Linked DNA regions of Mus musculus: regions 1 and 2 are each linked to region 3. Evidence: chromatin contacts called from public Hi-C and HiChIP or PLAC-seq data. All regions are on one chromosome and are shown on one strand. Each heading gives the region's core, a stretch centred on a gene start, on an enhancer-like site or on the middle of the called end of the contact. The rest is flanking DNA. Distances are from core to core; before and after follow the strand shown.

Region 1 (4,448 bases), core at 779-3,278, 550 kb before region 3:
TTTAAAGGGGTTAATGTAAAAATAATTTAAATGATGCCTAAATTTCTGTAAAAATAAACATGCAGACTTCCCACAAAAAGGGACTGCATTTGTCTACTTCATCCCATTATTGGGACATATAAATTACTCAGTATTGACTGTGTGTAAATTAATTAACAGAATACAGTATATTATACAAACTTCTTAAGAGTCACAAAATAACTGGATATTTTTACTTATCAACGTTGCTTGATAACTACACTTTATTGAAGAAAAAAATTAAATTAGGTGGAAATTTCTAATCAATCTACCATACTATAGACCCCATTCCCTCAATTAATGATAAACCAAAACATGTGACAAAAAATTCTGTTTTTTCTTTCTTTTTTTTTTCGAGACAGGGTTTCTCTGTGTAGCCCTGGCTGTCCTGGAACTCACTCTGTAGACCAGGCTGGCCTTGAACTCAGAAATACGACTGCCTCTGCCTCCCAAGTGCTAGGATTAAAGGCGTGCGCCGCCACCACCGCCCGGCTCTGTTTTTTAAATAACTGTTTTCTTTCTCCCAAGAATATTTAAGCTATGTCTCTAATTTCCTTATACAAAAGCAACGACAAGAACGTACAAGCAGATATTTTTATTATATATTTCCTATCAAGTCTCAACGCTCTGGGAGAACCACCATATATTCATTTATCGCATTTCATTGCTCTTTCTAGTACCGTCCTTTTGTATACAAATTCCTCATCGCGACCATCTACTGCATTATTAGATCACAGGGTGCTATACACACTAAAACAAGGCACTAAAGGGGGGAAATGGGTAAAGGCTTATAAATCCAGTTTAAAAACAAACAAACTGGGGGGGGGGCGCTTAACTGTCATTTAAAGTACAGCAAAACAACATTAGATTAGGATTGCATAGTCCTAAAAATCTGGTGCAAACTGGGCCAAATTCTCCAGTTTCTGTCGGTGGGCCCATTGAGGAGTTTCCACAGAAGACTACGCTTAGTAAAAGGAAACCGAGGTAAACGAAGGTGGATTTAGATCGGGGAGGATCCCCCCGCCCCCCGATCTAAACCACACAGCGGGGAGAAGAGAGAAGGCCTCCGCTGCACATGGAGCCTGAGAAGCTGCTACCTGAACACCTCACCAGGGAGAAGAGGGCAGGCGTGCAAAGGAGGTCGGGCCCCAGCTCCAGACCGGAGCGCGAAGAGCGTCTCCACACTTACCACTCTCCACCTTAAATTTCTCGTGCCGCCCCTTCAGGCAGTCGATCTCGGACTGCTGCTCGGCCAGGAACTTCTCAAGTTTGTTCTGCGTCGACTTCGGCAGTTTGTTCAGTTCCGGGCGCTCCAGCACTTGCTGCAACACCGCCGCCATGTCGGCCGGGATCGCGGCAACAGCCGCAGCGGCTGAAGGAGAAGCCAAGGAGCAAGGAGAAGCGCGGAGCCCAGCCGCCGGAGCCGCCCCGTCCGCCGCCTCGCTCGCGGTCTCTCGCGCGCCTGCCCGCCTGAGACTCCCGCGGCGGGACCCTGGGAAAGAGAGTCCCGCGTTAGGTGCAGCCAGAGCCGCGCCGCCGCGCCCTCTCTGCGCACGCAGCCACCGGGAGCTAGGCACGCTGGGAAAGCGAGTTCACAGCAGCCTCGGCCCCAGTTTTTTGGGGATTTCACCGGTTTCCAGCCCCAGAGACTCTTGGGAAATGTAGTGTATTTCTCACCCGCTTACGCGCGCTCAGGCCGCACCTCTCGCCCCACTTCCTTCTTTCTCCCCGCCCCCGGCTCGCCTCCTATGGCTGTGACGAGTGCCCGCGCGGGGGCGCTACATAAGTACGCAGCCACCCTCGTCCTTATCCCGGAGGAGCAAGACGACCTTACCGTCAAAACCCCGGGATGTCATGGGTACTCCTCTGTGGCCACTTCTAGAAGCCGAGCCACCAGAGGTCATGGGTCACGGCAGGGTGTCTCGACAGGCTCTGGGCTACCGCCACGATCTTAACGGTGCCCCGAGAGGGGCGGGGTGCAGGCCTCCCTCGCTTGGGTAGAAGAGCTGCGGAGATGGGTGCGGGACGGCTTGCGTCATCAGTCTGCACCCGTTGGGGCCGCGACCCGCGTTTGGAGTAGGAAGTGTCTCTGCTGTCGCTTTCTGATGAGATCATTGGCTGTGGACGTGGGGACCTGAGTGGCACCTGGCCTTTGAAGGTAGCTACTTGTACCCTAACTCGAGTTCTCTCGCTGACAGAAAGCTCCAGGGATTTATTTGCCACATGTGCACATTCTGAGATCAAGTTAGTCGGCCAAGGAATATGTGTGCACCCGGGCACCACCAGCTTCCTTTTCGGGGAGAAAAGAAAGGATTTAGGGACCATATGGAACAGTCAGTCACTGGTGCACACTCAAGCCCTGTTCGGAGGAGATTAGCTTAGTGTCAAACCTGGTACCTACATGCTTTTGTGGGTGTGAGGTACCGAATGACTTAGTGCGAAATTAAAGTAGTCTGGTTAATATTTTAAACAGAAAAAAAATCAAATTTTGTTGTTTATGTAGTAAGATGACATTGCAGGCAAATGTCTGATGTTGACGTTTTTAATTTTAACATTTTTAGGACAGTTTTATTGAGACACTTGTCATTTTGCCACAGTAACAGAACTATGTCTGTTTCCCGAACACGACTCAGCAATATCAGCGTGTACTTCGTTTCATGGCTGGGTACTTTTCTGGAAGAATTTGTTGCCTTTTGATTGAAAATAAGGAGAGCACATGCCTGTGGTGTCAGCTACAGGGATTAAGAGGTGGGGGGGTTATCATTCCAGGACAGCCTGTGTTAGGAGTCAGGCTCTGTCTTAATGAAGGGGATGGGAGGGATTAAATTAGTAGGAGATTCATAACTGAATTCACAAGCTGAAGAAGAGGACAGGAGATGAGAACAGGAGATGTTCCTGCAATGATTCAATTGAAGGGCTGAGTATCATTGCCACCGCAAGCAAAACAGATTGAGAGAACTTAAATCCCACCTTTCACACTCACTACTTTAGTCATTTGGAGGAGTTATTTAACATTTCTTTTTGATTTCTTTATGTATAAAACGGAGACGACAATAATAGTACTTACCGTGCAGGAATTTGTATTAAATATCAATACATGTGAAGTCCTTAGAAAAATGTCCCGTGTAGAATTGAAGCAATATAGATAATTGTCATTGCAGACTGGTTACCTAAGTGGCTGTTATTAGGAGTTGTCTCATAGCAGCAATCACACATTTGTGCCTTCCCACCTTGCACAATTTGTAGAAAACAGTCGTTTTACAGTCACTATTGGGTAAACAAATTTGAGTCTCTCTCCTCTTAATGAACTAATCAGAAATTCAGCTTCCATATTTTAGAAACAAGAATATCGAAGTTCACCAATAAATTGTCATAGAGAATGCAGCTAAGGAGTAGATCTAAAATAAGAAATTAGATGTGTTGAATGGTATCCTTATTTCCTTATCCCAAGAGTGAGAAGTAACTTTGCTTTCTCATGGCAATTGGTAATTATATTTGTTATTGTTGTTTTGTTTTCTTCCTGTGTCTTTCCAGGCAGGGTTTCACTCTTTAGATCAGATTGTCCCAGAACTCACTATATAGCTTTGGCTGGCCTCCAGCTCAAAGCGCCAAGTCTGTTTCATCCTCAAGGGTACAGCAATTCCAGGCTTGCACCACCATATCTGGCTGGGACTCTTGTTCCTTCTTTTCTTTTCTCAAAAGATTTTTGGATTTATTATCGTTTGGTGTGTATATTTGTGTGAACAAGCTACATGTGTGCAGACTTGAGAAGTGGGAGTCAGATTTCCTGGAGTTGCAGCTAAAGGCATTTGTGCACCTCTGGACTTGGATGCTGGAAACCGAACCCAAGCTCTGTGGAAAAGCAGCATGGGCTGCTAACCGTTAAGCCACCACTCTGGCCCCAAGGGAGTTCTTTCTTTCTTTCTTTTTTTTTTTGACAGGGTTTCTCTGTGTAGCCCTGGCTGTCCTGGAACTCACTCTGTAGACCAGGCTGGCCTCGAACTCAGAAATCCACCTGCCTCTACCTCCCAAGTGCTAGGATTAAAGGCGTGCGCCACCACTGCCTAGCAGCGGGAGTTTTTTCTTATAGCACTGTACTAAGAATTCCAAAGCTGGGAGCTGGAGAGATGGCTCAGCAGTTAAGACCACTGACTGCTCTTTCAGAGGTCCTAAGTTCAATTCCCATCAACCACATGGTTACTCACAACCATCTGTAATGAGATCTGATGCTCTCTTCTGGTGTGTCTGAAGACAGCGACAGTGTACTCACATAAATAAAATAAATTTAAAAAATTAAAAAAAAAAAAGATTTCCAAAGCTGCATTTTAGTTGTACAGAAAAGAATGCCTTATTTTATAAATGATCACTGCAAGAAATAGGAGAGTTTTGGGAATGGGCCACTCTTTTTGTTCTATTGCCTGTCCACCAAT
Region 2 (4,444 bases), core at 1,490-3,989, 530 kb before region 3:
TGAAATACTCTTTGAGGACCTGCTTCTGAATGAAATTCCAGAAAAAAAAAGTATGACTATAAATAAGTATTTTTGTGTTTGTTTGAACAGTTTCATACAGTAAGGGGTCAAGATTTAACAAGCATGTCATATTCTATAGCATGTTCTATAACAATAAGTTGTCTTTTACTTATATTGCTGAATAAATCTTTCAGTTGCTCCCTCCTCCACCACTGTGCCTTGAACATTTTCTGTTAGCAGACGGTCAACATTTGTCAGTTCCTTTCAATGTTCTGTAACCCAAATTTTCTCATTTTAAAATTAGGTATTTGATCATTTTTTTTTCAGTTTTCTCTTACATTCTTTTAAAAATATTTATTTATTCGATGTATGAGTGCTCTATCTTCATGTACATCTGCAGGCCAGAAGAGGGCAGAATTGTTAGGTAATGTTTAGATGACATTATAGATGGTTGTGAGCCACTGTGTGGTTTCTGGGAATTCAACTCAGGACTTGTGGAAGAGCAGCCAGCTCTTAACTCAGCAGTTAACTGAGCCATCTCCCCAGCCCCATGATAATTTCTTACAATGTATTTTGATTATATTCACTCCTTCCATCACCTTTTCCCATATCCTCCTTACTCACCAAAATTTGTTTGTTTTAAAACACAGCTGACATAGTTGTACTGAGCACGTAATTTTGGACATGATGCCTTCCACTGTGGCATGCTTAATTGTATGGCTTGAGTTTGTGCGGATCATATGCATGCTGTCACAGGTGCTCTGTGTTCATCTGTGAAACTGCTCTGCTGTGTCTGGAAAACACTGTTTGTAATAGTTATCCATCACCTATGGCTCTATAGTCTTTCTGCTCCTTTTTTGCAATAATCCCAGAACCTTGAGAAGATGGGCTGTGGTGTAGATGCCCCATTTAGTGCTGAGCATTCTGTAGTCTCTCATTCTCTGCACCATGACCAGTTGTGGATCTCTGCATTAGTTGTTACTTACTGTAAAAGAGACTTCCTTGGTTGAGAGAGTCACTAATCTAAGAGTATAGCAGTCAGTTAAATGTGATGCCCATTTACCAGCATAATAGTGTCTGAGTTAGGGCCTATGGCCTACCAGCCACATGTTCTTGCCCTAACATGATACTAGATATGGCTTTCAAATTGTGGAGCCAGCTCTTAGTCCAGTGAGAAACTGATTGGTTACTCTCATGACATTAGTGCCTAGTTTACTAGTAGACATGACTTGCAGGCCAGTTGTCACTGTGGCTAGCAGGGTTCGCCGCAGTGGGAGACTGATGCCTTTTCTTCCATCTAGTGGCACCTTCTATTCCTGGCTATCAAATTAACATAATTTTATACTCAAAAGTAATATTAAGATTGCGTTTTGAAACTACACCCTGTGTCTCCTTTCCTACTATTATGCTAGTGAGTGAATTTCTGATTTTAAGTAGTTTCCCCTTTCTAATTTAATGAGTCATTAAATGTATTGTAACCAATTCTTTGGCATTCAGTTTTATAACGTTTTTTTCTTCAGGAAAATCTAGAATCCAAATTTGAAGTGCACTTACAATTTTGTACATCAGTTATCCATGTATATTAAAACCATTTTTGAAATTTTAATTTAAGATTTAATTAGTATGTTTGGTTTAATTTAAGATTTAATTAGTATGTTTGGTTCAAAATAATACCATCCTGGTTTTGCATGCTGTGCTACAAATTGCAGTTATATAATCCTAACACTAGGAGGCAGTCTGGTCAAAGAGTAAAATTATTCTTGGGTTCTACACAAATGAGATCATACACTGAAAGTGGAAAAATCATCTAGTTTATGTCACTGTGTTCCCCGTGAACTTAAGGAATGCGCCAGCATCTTCTCTTTGTAACTGTTTCAAGGAGCCCGAGTTTCTTGAGGAGGAAGTGTAGATTGCTAACAGAATAACTCCAATTTTCTTCTTGATCTTTATTTATATTGATAGCTTTTTAATCATATTTGATGCAGACAAAATGGTTATTTTTTACAATGAAGTCTACTTTTGTGTTAGTTTGTCAGAGCTTCATCTTGAGATTAATAGCAGTTATATTTATCTAGTTAGTAAGTATCTTAGGAATTTGGAAACATATAGTCTAATTTGCAAGTATCCAAAGAAAGGTGAAACATGGTGGCTGGGGAGATGGCTCACTGGATAAAAGTGCTTGCACCCAAGCACAAATACCCAGTATAAAGCCAGATGTGGTGGCATAGATTTCTCTTCTTACTGTAAGGGAGGCAGAGACAGGGAAGCCCCTCGTTTGGACTTGGAGCATGCATAAATGAAGGAAAAGTTGGCAATAAAATCCACAATACAAAATTAAAACAAACAAAAAGGTGGCTATTCATTGGGGAGTTATAAAATTGACTGAGCATTCCATCACAGGACATAGTGGGTCCTATAAGAACGTGTGATTAACAATATCTCCTCATTAAAGGCAAGGAAGGGTGTATATTTCATAGGCATATTGCTTAGAGCCCTTTGAAGAAGCCAGGGGAAATGACAAAAGAAAGAACTCAATAAAAGCAATTTATCAATGTCTTACTTTCTAGTAAGACATAATTGTCATTTCAAACTTCTTTTCAACATTTTTATATTTTTGAAATGAATATTATGGTATTTCTTTTCAGATTATGAACTTCCTCAGAGAGTTTTTGTTCCCCTTCCTGGATCTACTGTAATGTTATGTGACTATAAGTTTGGTGATGAATCAGCTGAAGAAATCAGAGACCATTTTTCAGAGATGTTAGATCATGAGATTCAAATAGAAGACTTGGAAATTGCAGAGGAAGTAAACACAGGTAATTAAAATTTGCTTAAACCACACCTAAACTAACCATGCCTTCCTGTTTTTTAAAGCTAATTCTGTTTAATACTTTGAAATATTAACTGAGGTATGTGTAAACACACACACACACACACACACACACACGACAGATCTCTACACATAAACAAACAAACACAAAAAACAAAACTGTGATTGTTTTCTTTGGAAACTTTACCCAAACTTTAAACACATCAAATGTTTTTTTAGTCCAGCAAGTGAATCTTCGTGAGACAAATTCAGCCTTAAATGTGTGGAAATATGTAGCTTCCAAATATTTATTTCAATGGGAGAAAAGTTTTTCTCAAATTGTTTTATAAAATTCTCTCTGTGTAGTTTGTCATTTCATTTATGTCCTCGTTGTATAAGGAGGACGGGAAAGTCAGGTGGGCAGCTCCAGAAGTCAGATGAAGGTGGTTTGGAGAGAGCACTGACCTTTGGATGTGTAGCGCATGGGTGCTGCAAGCTTTGTTTGCACGTCTGACCTTAACCTTCGGAGGGTTTAACTTGATTGGCTTTTTTATTTGTAGTAAGTACAAGATATAAAAATGCATATATAGAGGAATGTGCAAACATATTTCTTAGTGTTATAAGATTAATTATTTGCAAATATTAATAGGTGCTGAGTAAAAACAGCTTATTTTAGAAATTTGTGGTTTGGTAGAAAATTTTTGGATTACTTTTTTTTTTAATTTATTTATTTATTATATGTAAGTATACTGTCGCTGTCCTCAGACACTCCAGAAGAGGGCGCCAGATCTCGTTATGGATGGTTGTGAGCCACCATGTAGTTGCTGGGATTCGAACTCAGGACCTTCGGAAGAGCAGACAGTGCTCTTAACCACTGAGCCATCTCTCCAGCCTGGATTACTTTTGAATATGAATGTTTATTAAATTTGAATGTAGCAATTTTAAAAGGTCCTTTTCTGATTTCTTACTCATTTCTGTTTAATTCCCAATTCCCATCAGGGAATAATACAGTGTTCATTGTTATTACTGTTAGTCGTAGGTAAATATGTAATATGCAGGATTTCATATGTACATTCCCCCCAAAAGGTTCATGGCCCACAGGTTGAGAACCACTGGGTACTAAATGGCTCTAGAAATGTTGGTGTGATCCTTAGAGTTCCTGTAATGCATCTTTTTCTCTTTTAGTATAAAAATCTGTATCCCACAATGAGTATACAGTATTCTTCCTTATTCTGAGTAACAGCCTTCCTGTAACGTATACTCATTCAAGAGTATGGACCAATAAAATGCTTGCACTGCTTCCTGACTGCATTTATGCTTTAAAGTTGAGGCTACCTGTTCTAAATATTTTAGAACCAAATAGTCCCACAGACTCTATTCTCTTTGTTTTGTTTTTTTTTTTTTAACTTTTTTTTAGTACTTTTATTCTCTTTGTTAAAGTTTCCAAATAACAGTTTTTTTTTTTCCTTCCCTCCATTTGCCTGCCTTTGGCTTGGGAATTTCTCTTCTCTTCTCTTCTCTTCTCTTCTCTTCTCTTCTCTTCTCTTCTCTTCTCTTCTCTTCTCTTCTTTTTTAAACTTTATGTTCTTTCTGCTCTTTTTTTCCTTTCTTTTTTTTTCATTTTTATTAGACATT
Region 3 (4,337 bases), core at 469-2,968:
TTGGGTATCCTAGGTTTGGGGCTAATATCCACTTATCAGTGAATACATATTGTGTGAGTTTCTTTGTGAATGTGTTACCTCACTCAGGATGATGCCCTCCAGGTCCATCCATTTGGCTAGGAATTTCATAAATTCATTCTTTTTAATAGTTCTTATTCAAATCAGTTCATTAATGCATTTGTCAGATGTCTGCTGTTTAGCCAGTCCATATTGAGAACTGATGTAATGGTACTGAGGTTGTTTAAAGAGTCATTTTTACAGATATTGGCAATTTGCACAGTCCTTGAACACAGTGATTTTTTTTTCTTTTTTATCTTAGCAACTGCTGGCAGAAAATGGATGTAGAATAATGGACAGACCAGATGAATGAATGAAGACTGGACATTTCTCAACGCATCTTTCTCTTCCCTGCAGGAACTTCTGCTTGCAGAGAAGTGGGCGAAAATGAACAAGCTTCCCTTTCCAAAGATCGATCCTTATGTGTTTGATCGGGAAGGATTAAAGGAATGCTATGTTTTTAAACCTAAGAATCCTGATGTGGAGAAGGATTGCCCAACCATTATCCACTTTGTTCTGGCCAACATCAACTTCAGAAAGTACAAGGCCCCAGGTATGTTTCTGTAAAATTGAAGTCTGGCTGGTAGGATGTTTGCTATTACACTGAGATTGTCACATGAACTGTGACTGTGGGGAATGCGCCTCTTACCATGACAAACAGCAGTGACTTGGGAGCCCAAAGCCCTTCCTTCTTTTTTTACCCCAAGATTCATGTTCCTTATAATAGAGAAACTGAAAGAAGAATGACAATCTTAGCTAAAGATGATTAGGGCATTGAACCAGCATCTTGGGTTTGGTAGGTGTCCAATTCATAAAGGATGTTTTAAATAGTTTGACTTTCAACTTTGTGAAATCATGAAAATCAAAATCATGGAAAATTCTTTGGGAGTATTAATTGATCACAAAACTCTCTAAAAAAAAAAACCAAACAAACAAAAACAAAACCCACAGCATAACTGATCATTTTGGGATGTCACATTATATTTTACAGCAAAGGAGATCTAATTCAAGAAATGGTTACTCTGTTTTCTCATATCTGAAGGAGTAGGTAGACTCTAATGCATCCTAAAAGATTCTCATTAAAAAAAAAAAAGCATTCTCCCATCCAAGTACTAACCAGGCCTAACCTGGCTTAGCTTCTGAAATCAGATGAGATCCGGTGCATTCAGGGTGGTATGGCGTTCTTAAGGCTTTAATTGCTAAATATTTCTCAAACCAGAAGATGCAGTTTTCCATTTTGTGATTAGAAATTACCACCCACCCACCACACACAAACTCTGGGTGGTAATGGGATATAGGGAAGTTTTTCCCTAGATTTCTCAGAAGGATAAAGAAGAAGTGAGAGTGGAGTTGTGAGGCAAGTCTCATCCTGGAGAAAGAAGGCTGGCTAGCATCTTTCGTTTTCAAACTGAAACCGTAGTTTCAAATTGAAACCCTGATTTTAAACTGAAAGCAACCTAGATAATATTCTATTACTGGTAGTTCTTGGGGAGAAACCAAGAGGTTGGTAAGTATAGGGACTTCTGATGGTTGAGTAGGGTTCAATGTTTTGGTTTGGATTTCCCCGGAGGAAGATTCTCAGGACAAGCTTCAAGTGCAGAGGGTTTATTTGTAAGGGAGTGAGGAAGTGATACTGGGCAGGGAGACAGACAACATAGCACATGTTTGTATGCCAGCTACTCAGAGAGGAACGTGACCCATCTGGGGAAGGCTATAAGGCAGGAACCCAGGATATGGGGTCATCCTTCCCACCCACGCTAGCAGGCACGGAAGCTGGGTATCTTCCCAACTTGAGTGTGGCTGACTAGGGAATGGAGTAATTTTTTAGAATCACAGGCTTTCTGGTGATTCTCTGTGCTGTCCTTATGCTTGTTTTGTATGTTTTGGAGAATTTTTTTTTAAGTTTTCAAAAGCAAGATGCATATTCTTTTTGGCATATAGGTGTTCTAAGGGAAACCAAAGAAGAGAAAGAAATTGCTGACTTTGACATTTTTGATGACCCCGAATCGCCATTTTCAACCTTCAACTTTCAGTATCCCAATCAAGCATTCAAAAGGCTTCACGATTTGATGTACTTCAACACACTGAACAACATTGATGTGAGTATCTACCACAGCAGATAACATGGAAACTCCTTAGCCTACACATGAATTCATTAAGAAGACAGATATGGCTCTGAGGTGACCATATGCAAAACATGGTGCCTTATTTTCCTGAATGATGTCACTAACATCTAGTAGACACTAAAAAGTCATGAATAAGGACATCACTGTCTGTGGCTAATCAGAACCACACTTTATGCATTGTTTGGTGAAGGAAGTGTTCCTTCTCAGCTTCCCTGATATATATGTATTGTATCCATTTAATGGTAAAAACAATTTATAAAAGGAGGGAAGTAGAGGAAGAGCAGTATATGGGCAGGAGAGAGTGTAACCATGAATGTCATTATTGCAGACATCTCAGCAATGGCATAATGTTTTCAAATGTTTGGTTCTTGTAGATCTTGACAGTATCACCAAATACTCCAGTCCCCTGCATTTCAGCCTTTGAGATAGCCTGTGTGCTTTGTGAAATCGACTTCTGAAGCAAGGCTTTCCCTGCAGTATCAAACATTCTTATCACTAGCATATCTGCTCCTGAAAGTCTTTGTCTGTGAGATTGCTTAGTGTTAAATGCACCCTTTTATAGTGCTGTTGTGTGATTGAGATCATCAACTTGTGGGCCACAATCAAAGCATCTAACGAGTTATTATCACCTGTAAAAGCTGAGCTCATTGGATTAGGAAAGAAAACAAGAAAGGAAAGATAATTAGAGTTGTGTATTATGTATGATTTGGTGATCTATTTGGAAATTATGAATGATTGTGGATTATGAATTATGGAGGTCAATTATGAAGACTTTGAAGGAACACATGGCTGTGTTGTTTCTGTGGAACCTAACTAGATTTGTGCTAAAGGAAAACTGACATCCATCAGTGTTCATGCTTTTTAGATCATTTTCCTTGAGACAGTTAAAGACAGGTCAAATGCAATCATGACACAGTGGCCATAATACTTCAAAATTCAATACAATTTAGTCATCATACAAGAATATTTCTAATAAACTCCAGTTCCTATAAATTCTAAAATTCCTCCTTTTTTGCCCATATTTTCTAGTAGGCAATGACTAATATGCAATGTACTTACCAAAAGTTGTAACACATTATTTGCTTAACAGATGCTTAATAACTCTTACATGGGATGCTTAGTAAAGCTTACATGGGAGTAAATATTTAAAAACCTCATTCTACCTTATTTCTGTAGTGATGCTTATAATTTATAGAAAATAGAGACATGAATTTTGTGACATGAGAAACACAGAGAAAGTTTGAAAATAATGTTGTGTTTTATGTTATTTAGATTTCATTTCATGTAAGTGTGTAGGAGGGGGCATGTGAATATAGGCGGCCCCTGAAGCCAGAGGTGTCAGATATCCATGGAGTGGGAGCCACAGGCAATTACAAAGTACCTTACATGGGTGATACGAATGGATCTCAGGCATTTATGAAATCAGTATGTGTTCTTAATTAAAGAGCCATCTCTCCAGTCCACAAGGAGGGCTGTATTTTATAAAGTTCAATAATACTAAAAGAAAAGAGAGCTAAAGAGATCCTAATATTCTGTTTTGAAAAGAATAGACTCATATAACCTTTGGGATAAAATATATTAAATTTGATAAATTATCCTTTAATGAAAAGAAATAGAATTGTAAGAACTATAAATATCCCCTTAGAAATAAAGATATTTGAATACAAATTCACATATGTATTTTAAACAACTATGTTTCTCTTGCTATTTTCAGGTTCCATTTATATTAAACCTGATAAAGCATTTGCTGTAAGCTATTGTGTAGTATCTACTTACATACTTACAAACATTCCTCAAGGTAGTTTATTTGATGCAGACATAAAAACCTTAAAGCCTGAACAAAAATAGACTGATTTTCAAAACAATCATCCTGACTATAAATCAATAAACGCTATATACTCACAAACTATTAACAAAGCATTATATAATAATATATTTGATATGTATAAAAATTAAGAATTTTATATATTATATTTTCATCATAGTCAGTGTTACCCCAAATGTGCCTCCCAATTCCATGCACACCATCTTTGTGTCTCGTTTTTAATATATTTAGTATGTCAAGTCCAATGAGTGCCACCAATATCCTCTTGGCTGTGTGACTATCCTTTAGAAAGAGTAATATCCTTAAAGAAAAAAAAAAAACCCTCTTCT

Evidence for each region. Hi-C and Micro-C count contacts between places; a contact is called where the count stands out from the background. HiChIP or PLAC-seq counts read pairs in DNA pulled down with a chosen protein or histone mark.
Region 1: an H3K4me3 HiChIP or PLAC-seq map of bone marrow-derived macrophages shows a contact between it and region 3, with 5 times the contacts expected there. The contact joins the promoter of Tpr here to the enhancer-like site in region 3. A contact is called at or near these places in 19 of 39 promoter capture datasets (the 3T3-L1 cell line, 3T3-L1-derived adipocytes, the C10 cell line and 12 more), 4 of 484 Hi-C or Micro-C datasets (the C10 cell line, Sertoli cells, gonadal supporting cells and 1 more), 13 of 115 datasets of contacts at active chromatin or transcription factors (DN3 thymocytes, the NIH/3T3 cell line, acute myeloid leukemia and 9 more) and 1 of 9 other capture datasets (liver).
Region 2: a contact with region 3 is called in a Hi-C map of bone marrow-derived macrophages, with 14 read pairs. The contact joins two enhancer-like sites. A contact is called at or near these places in 16 of 39 promoter capture datasets (the 3T3-L1 cell line, 3T3-L1-derived adipocytes, the C10 cell line and 11 more), 2 of 15 datasets of contacts at CTCF or cohesin (large pre-B cells and pro-B cells), 79 of 484 Hi-C or Micro-C datasets (the AML12 cell line, B cells, the C10 cell line and 45 more) and 6 of 115 datasets of contacts at active chromatin or transcription factors (PVALB interneurons, bone marrow-derived dendritic cells, bone marrow-derived macrophages and 3 more).

What each region holds. Positions count from the first base shown.
Region 1 is chr1:150,390,418-150,394,865 of GRCm38.p6, reverse strand. It overlaps Tpr (translocated promoter region, nuclear basket protein), which reads right to left and starts at 2,028. Exons shown (of 52, transcript NM_133780.3): 1 at 1,853-2,028; 2 at 1,208-1,510. The coding sequence starts at 1,922. It overlaps Odr4 (odr4 GPCR localization factor homolog), which reads left to right and starts at 1,811. Exons shown (of 14, transcript NM_145511.2): 1 at 1,811-2,176.
Region 2 is chr1:150,370,401-150,374,844 of GRCm38.p6, reverse strand. Odr4 (odr4 GPCR localization factor homolog) reads left to right here. Exons shown (of 14, transcript NM_145511.2): 11 at 1-50; 12 at 2,646-2,816. Among named protein-coding and RNA genes, the nearest start is that of Tpr, 20 kb to the left of the region's middle. Within about 2 kb of position 2,739, at least 3 of the 459 cell types and tissues checked have an H3K27ac peak or open chromatin away from gene starts, as enhancers often do. A contact at or near this core is called in bone marrow-derived macrophages, where this site is marked.
Region 3 is chr1:149,838,437-149,842,773 of GRCm38.p6, reverse strand. Pla2g4a (phospholipase A2, group IVA (cytosolic, calcium-dependent)) reads left to right here. Exons shown (of 18, transcript NM_008869.4): 16 at 415-610; 17 at 1,999-2,156. Among named protein-coding and RNA genes, the nearest start is that of Pla2g4a, 120 kb to the left of the region's middle. Within about 2 kb of position 1,718, at least 34 of the 459 cell types and tissues checked have an H3K27ac peak or open chromatin away from gene starts, as enhancers often do. A contact at or near this core is called in bone marrow-derived macrophages, where this site is marked.